Linked DNA regions of Mus musculus: region 1 is linked to region 2. The links are chromatin contacts, called in public Hi-C maps. All regions are on one chromosome and are shown on one strand. The core of a region is the stretch at or near the end of the contact, and the rest is flanking DNA. Distances in the headings are between cores, read along the strand shown. Region 1 overlaps Ttf1 (transcription termination factor, RNA polymerase I). Region 2 overlaps Ntng2 (netrin G2).

What was found. Hi-C and Micro-C count contacts between places; a contact is called where the count stands out from the background.
Region 1: a contact with region 2 is called in a Hi-C map of uterus, with 3 times the contacts expected there. The contact joins two enhancer-like sites. A contact is called at or near these places in 1 of 484 Hi-C or Micro-C datasets (uterus), 2 of 115 datasets of contacts at active chromatin or transcription factors (both in embryonic stem cells) and 4 of 9 other capture datasets (adipose tissue, embryonic stem cells, liver and 1 more).

The regions. Positions count from the first base shown.
Region 1 is chr2:29,080,200-29,083,606 of GRCm38.p6, reverse strand. It overlaps Ttf1 (transcription termination factor, RNA polymerase I), which reads right to left. Exons shown (of 12, transcript NM_009442.2): 9 at 2,530-2,595; 10 at 1-74. Among named protein-coding and RNA genes, the nearest start is that of Ttf1, 22 kb to the right of the region's middle. Within about 2 kb of position 1,301, at least 12 of the 459 cell types and tissues checked have an H3K27ac peak or open chromatin away from gene starts, as enhancers often do. A contact at or near this core is called in uterus, where this site is marked.
Region 2 is chr2:29,192,882-29,196,493 of GRCm38.p6, reverse strand. Ntng2 (netrin G2) reads left to right here. Exons shown (of 7, transcript NM_133500.2): 6 at 713-847; 7 at 1,441-1,768. The coding sequence ends at 1,673. Among named protein-coding and RNA genes, the nearest start is that of Ntng2, 53 kb to the left of the region's middle. Within about 2 kb of position 2,088, at least 114 of the 459 cell types and tissues checked have an H3K27ac peak or open chromatin away from gene starts, as enhancers often do. A contact at or near this core is called in uterus, where this site is marked.

The sequences.
Region 1 (3,407 bases), core at 52-2,551, 110 kb after region 2:
TTTTCTGCCAAAAGGGAACGCAGGCAGCTTTCAGCTTATAAAATTTTGCCTGAACAAAAGGTGGAGGGACATCCCTTTAGAAAGGAAAGGTAAGAAAAAAACATCAATGAGTATACTGTCAGTTCTTTTTATGATGGGGTCTCACATATGCAGGCCTGGGACATTCTATCCAGCCAGGGATGACTCCAGATCCTCCTGCCTGTAATGCAATCCTAGTTAGTAAATCGCTGTATCTAGGGTAAATGTTAGAATGAAATAGCTGTTTTTCACTGTATCTGGAGTAGACAGCAGGATAAAGAATTGTTTTCTAGAAATACTTTGACCTTGAAGAAATCTTTGTGGAAAACAGTGATTCTTTTCTGTTATCTACAGAGTTGTATTTCTGAAGGAGCTTCACAGCTGTGCATGACTTTTGTCACAAGACAGTCCTGGCACACCTGGAATGTCTTGCATTACTGGGTACTGCAGACAACAAGCAATGAGGATTAAAGTTGCAGGGCCTGCTGCTGCGTTCCTTCATGAAACACAAAGATTAGATTAGGGGCTTTGGTATGAGAAACTTGTTTTACCCAAAAAACAACTTGGCTGGACCTCCCTACTGCCTTAGAGCAGGATTATATTCAGGCTTGACCCTCTTACTTGGATTGTCCTGAGCAACTCAGAACACTGACAACTGCCTTTACCCATGGATGTTGGCACCTGAGTCTATGTGGTGCTGGGGGAAGGACCCAGGGCTCTATGTATGCTAGGCAGCCGGGCGGGCCACATGCTCAGTCCCTCTCCAATCATGGGCATGCCAGCACAGTGGGTTATTCGGCACATAACTCACTCCAAGTACACTGAGAGTTGGATTCTGTAGAATGTATTTCTAGAAACAGTATTATTGATTTCCAAATGGAATTACTCAGAGACTTTTCAAATCCTGCAGGGTAGCAAGGCTATAAAGCAGATATAATTTACTAAGAAAAGAAAACAAGCAGAAGAGACAGACAAAGCTGAGTTAGCTGGTCAGACATGACCAGATTTTGAGGAGGGTATAGTTCATCTGTTTCTTTATCTGTCTAAACTTCTGATAAAAGGTTAAAAACTACTAGGTGCTGTTGATAAAGCAGTGCTTAGGAAAAAGCAGAGCTTATTAGAGAAGCTGAAAAACAAACTCACAGAGCAACAGAAGAATAACAAAGAGAAGGGTGGCGGGGGAGGAGGGAGGTCAGGCCAGCCAGAGCAGTAAGAGGGTAGGAGAGGGAGAGAGAGCGAGGAGAGAATGAAAACAGGAACCATTATAAAAAGACTGGCCCTCAAAGCTGCCCTCTGAAAGGCAGTCCCTGGAGACCCTGCAGGTGGAGGAGAAAAGTGCAGGGCCAGAGTGAGCTCGGATGGTCAGATGTGGTTCCAGGGCACCGTGAGTTCTGATGGTTGGACATGTTCCAGGGTCTGTAGCCTCTTGCACAAATGCTCTGGGAAGGGACCAGAAAACTCTCTGGCTGGTTTCCTGTGGTCAGAGGGCTACTCACACTGTTCCTTTCCATGCCTCTCTTATTCTGCACAATGTAACCTATTTTCTATTTAAAAAACAAAAACAACAAAAAAAAGTCAAACTGTGCTGGCTACTTTTATGTCTGACACAAACCAGAAACATTTTCAAAGAGGGAACCTCAACGGAGAAATGCCCCCACCAAACTGGACTATGTGGGGCAGGTTTCTGAATGTGGGAGAACCTGAGTGCTATAAGGAGGCAGGTTAAGCAAGCAGTGTTCCTGGCCTCTGCATTTGTTCCTGCCTCCAATTCCTGCCCTGACTTCCTTCAGTGTTGCAGGCGAGAATTCCAGGGACTGTGGAACACTTGTCAATCAGCAACACCATTCCACTGCTTCTGGATGTGAATAGCTAGCCCTGAAAAGTTCCCAGGTTTTTGAAGTTAAAGGCAGAAAGATGGTGAGTTTGAGGCCAACCTGGGCTACATAGCGAGATCCTGCACAGAGAAAACAAAGCAAAGTGAAGCACAAGGTGCAGAGATGACATAGCATGCGAAGGTATTGTATGTGGAGGACAGAGGCTGAAGTATTCTCTATCGTGTCTCTGTAATCTTTTGAGACAGTCTGGAGCTTGTGTGTGTGTGTGTGTGTGTGTGTGTGTGTGTCCTTGGATCTGTGCCCACCCCTCTAGCACTGGGCTGCATGTGCCACCACCCTGTCGCTGTCAGCTTTGATACACGATGAGACTGCACTCAGATCCTTATGCTCCGGAGGCAAACACTACAGACTGAGATCCCTCTCCAGGCACTTTCCTGCACTTGTACACAATTGCACACACGCCATGTTTTAGGCCTGGTGAGGTGTGATAGGGAGCCACATACTAAAAGTTATCTCTGGGTGCCTGCTGCCACAGAACCTGTAACCTGAGACTGACCTCCCTGTACGCACTGAACACATGTACACACATACTTGTATACATGTACACACCATAAAGACAAAGTATTTTGAAACCTCTTATCATTGAATAAGCTTACTGTTCAATGAGTGGTCTTACCCTATGGCGCTAGCAAGATCTTCCCAGTCTATTTCATTAGCATCATTCACATTTAGTTCATACAACCTGTAAGAAAAAGTAAAAATGTCGAGTGAAATCCACCTCCATAGGTTCAGAGAATACCAAGACCTCAAAGCCAAGGGCACTGACCCCATGCCAGTCCCTCAACTACACTGTCCGTCCCAGCCAAGGTTAGTCCAAGGTCAGAGAACTAGTTATAGAGATAGATAGGCTAAAGAGCCACGTCTCTATTCAACACAGCTCCCCAGGAATAGTACACTGTGCTCATGCCTACTCCTCAAGCCACTACTAGCATCGTATGTGCACTGCTCACACAGAGTGGCCCTCAGTGTACAGAGGGGGGTGCCATCAGTCCCATTCTACAGACGAACTCATTTGTCATGATTACCAGTCTGTGAGACCCAGGATCTCAGTCCTGTCTAACCTGAGATATCTCCTCAGATCTGCTCATCTGTCTCTCCTGCAGAAGGAAGAGTGGAGGACAGCCAGTCAGTGCAACACAGGAAGCATGGCAGAGTTCTGGGACTAGAAGCTAGACAGGATGGCCACAACCAAGGGCCTCTGCTGCTCTCGCTGATCTTCCAGCATCCTGGCCTAGGTCTGTCACTCTCAGCTGTTACAGAGAGTCTCATCCTCCACTTCCCCTGGGACACTGTGATGAGGACTCCGCATAGACAGGGAACTCAGGACAAAATCACACAAGTCACACTAACAGTGTCATTGTACTGCAGTGCAGAGGAATTTTAATCCAGCAACATGGCTGCTCCGGCAAGGGATCCCATCCAAAGACCTTCTGGGTCTGTGTGATACAGCTGGAATGACACACCTTCAATCCCTCTGGCTGGGATATAGACGTG
Region 2 (3,612 bases), core at 839-3,338:
AGCAGGTGCCAGGTCTCAGGTCTGTGGGCTGCTAGATCTTAGCCATCGATCAGCAGAGCCACTGCCCATCCCCCGCCACCCCACCCCCACCTGATCAGTTGCAAAGCTAGAGCTGCTACTCTGGATCATGGCTGAGGCCTTCGGATATTCCATCAACTCTAAAGTGATCTAGCAGAATTGTGTTGCCAGTGTCAACAGGGCCAGCTGCAGGGAGAGGGCAGGGTCAATGGATCTGATTAGAGGTGGCCCCTTCTTTTCTGTCTGTTCCTCGGTCTCAGGCCAAGCACTGGGCTTCAAGGACTGGGGTCCAAGGACAGATGGACACACACACACACACACACACACACACACACACACGCACCAGAATCTCCTGATCAGACACCTGTCACCTGTCTTACTCATAGCTTGGTATTGGTAGCCCCCACTTCAGCTGTCCAGAAAGAGCAATGAGGCTGGCTCAGCCCTCACAGTGGAGCTAGAGTGTTGGATGCCAGGAGAGGAAAAACTATGCTGAGCCTTCTCTTGCCATGTAAATGCGCCAGTATTCCCCAGGACCCCCCCCAGCCTTGTGGGGAGCATCGCCAGGGAGAGCAAGAGACCCAGCTGAGAAGGATACAAAGGCGGGTTATAGAGGTTGGGCCTGAGGTAGGACCCATTTGTAGGTTCACAGGCCACTCTGGCTGCACGTGGCCTATGCTCTTGTTTCCCCTAGAATGTAACTGTAACCAGATCGGCTCTGTGCACGATCGATGCAATGAGACAGGCTTCTGCGAGTGCAGGGAGGGCGCAGTGGGGCCCAAGTGCGACGACTGCCTTCCTACACACTACTGGCGCCAAGGATGCTATCGTGAGTAGACCGGCCCCTGAAGACAGACCCTTTAGGCTGGGTGCGTGGTCCAGCATGGTGGGAGGGGCCTACGTGGGCCTGCTGTTAGCTGGGGGTGGGCTTTGAACACGTGGCTGCAGTGAGAAAGGTCTGATGCAACCAGGGTAGGGGTTCAAAGTGGCGGGGGCGGGGGTCGAGTGGGCATTGCCCGGTCTTCAGTGGACTGAGTCCGTGGAAAGTGGGAGCCAGGAAAGGGGGGGGGGATGTAGGGATTGAAGGGGAGCTGACTAAAGTTGGCTGAGAGCGCAGGAGTTTGCACTCAAGAAATGAAGGCTTGGCGAGACCCGAGGAGCATAGGCTGTCAGACCGCTCCAGGTACACGCAGCAGATAGCAGTTGATTCCAGAGAACCGCGCCACTGCCGGGGAGGAACGGGAGAGAATGGGGGTCAATGGCGGGGGACAGCCAGGAGCCAGGTCCCATCCCTTGCAGGGATGTTTCTCACTGTGTTCGTTCTAAGTACCGGCCCCCTGGGGGGGGGGGCTGTCCCAGCTCCCTATTGCAGAAGCTCAGTCCATCCCCACAGCTGCCTCAACTGTCCCCTCCGGCCCGCAGCCAATGTGTGCGACGATGACCAGCTGCTCTGCCAGAATGGCGGCACCTGCCAGCAGAACCAACGCTGCGCCTGCCCGCCCGGCTACACCGGCATTCGCTGTGAGCAGCCCCGCTGTGACCTCGCCGACGACGCTGGCCCGGACTGTGACCGCGCGCCAGGCATCGTCCCGCGCCCCGACACCCTGCTCGGATGCCTGCTGCTGCTCGGGCTGGCCGCCCGTCTGGCCTGCTGAGCCCGTTCTAAGGGTCCAGGGGTCCCTGGCCCGGCGGCGACACGGGTGCGGCCGAGCTGCTCCCAGGTGCTACTCGCAGAGTCCTCCCGCCCTCCCTGCTCTGCCCGCGCTCACCAGCCCCGCCCGGCACTGCCCTCGCCGGCCACAGGGGGCGCTGTGGAGCCCTGACCCGGCGGACTTCGAATTTCAGTTTTTTATGACTTAATGTCTCTATCATTTTTCCATTTTCCCATGTTTCTTTCTTTGCTCTCTTCTTCATGTTCTTCTTTTTGTTGTCCTTGTTCTTGTTCTTCTTCTTCTTCTTGTTCTTCTCCTCTTCCTCTTCCTCCTCCTCCTTCTCCGCCTCCTCCTCTTCTCTGTCCTCCTCCTTCCCCTCCTCTTTTCTTTTGCTGGCGGCGAGACAGGGACTGGGGAGAAACGCTGTTCATCCCAACACCCGCAGGTCCTGCCACACACATACACACACAGAACTCTTGCGCACACCCCAGCGCCTGTTCCTGGCTGCCAGCACCAGCCAGCGGACCCGGAACAACAAACAGTTGCCTACAACTCTAGTCGCTGACTTGATTCTCTTTTGTATTTTTTTTTTTTTTTTTTTTTTTTTTTTTTTTTTTTTTTTTTTGCACTCACCAGACCCCAGGTCCCCAAGGAGGCCTGGAGAGAGAAGAACTCACTGTCTGCGGGAGGGGTAGGACAAAGGGCGGGGAGGGGTGGAAACCTTGTTTTCTAGAGAACTATTTTGTTTGTATCCACTGTCCCTTGTGAGGACAGACTCGGGTGGGAGGTGGTCACTGAGGGTGGCTGATGGTGTACAAGCCCACAGTAAAGCGACTTCACAGCTGCCTCTGCCTGCTTGCTTCCTGTGTTGACAGACACTCCAAAGGTTTGGATAAAGAAAGGAGACCACAAAAAAGGTTTAAAGACTCGGTATTGGGGCCACTCTTCCCAGTCTGTTCTTTCCTTGTATGCTCCCCCAATTTTACCGTCAGCCAGGCTGCTGGCCACCATCTGGTAGGTGGATCTCCAAACAGGGGTGCCCCACCCCTTTCCTACAACTCCCCCAAATCCAGAGTCTCTGCTGTGGAAGCCCCAGGAAAATAACTGAGGGAGAATTCTTGGAATTCTACTGCACCCCATGCTGATTTGTAACCTGCCTCTGTGGCTGTCTGGGACAAATGTGTTGGCTCAGGAGCTTCAGATCCCGTGTGAGGTTGCATCGAGCTCCCAGCTGATGTCTGCCTGGCCAGTGCGCCCTGAGGTGGGCATTATATCTGCCTGCCTAGGCACCTTGATATATGAGGACCCAACAGGTCACTAAAGCTGACCCACTGTGTGCAGCTCAGTATCTGCCTCTGCTTGTGTTGCAGGAGGCCCGGTTCCCTCTCTTCTGTCTCCAAGTGTCCCATGGCTCCTTGTCCTGGTTCCTAATTGTCCCTCCTGTTCCCACCCGAGTCACCTCCTTGTATGCCATCTGCCAGATACTCTTTCTAGCCTAGGCTGTCCCCAGGCCTTTGCTCAAGTCTCTGATGCAAAGCTAAGAGATCAGACAGGGAAGACAGGTTGGACATAGTGGCACATGCCTTTAAATTCCAGCACTCAGGAGGCAGAGACAAGTGGATCTCTGTGAGTTCGAGGCCTGGTCTACACAGTCAGGATAGCCAGCACTACACAGGAAAACCCTATCTTGGGGCTGAGGGGAGGACAGAAGATGGACTGTTGACTGACTGAGGCCAGATGCTGCCCCTACTGGCCACTCTCTGCTCTGATCCCCAGCCTTAGGTTTCAGGAGTCAGTTCCAAGCTCTAAGGGTGGCCTCTGTCAGGTTCCTGGCTCTATACATGAACCCCAAAATGCATAAGATATAAGCAGAAATGACAGACAGGACTTCCAGAAAGTTCCTAAAAGCCCTTCCCCCAACCCTGGCCCTAGCTCCTCTCCT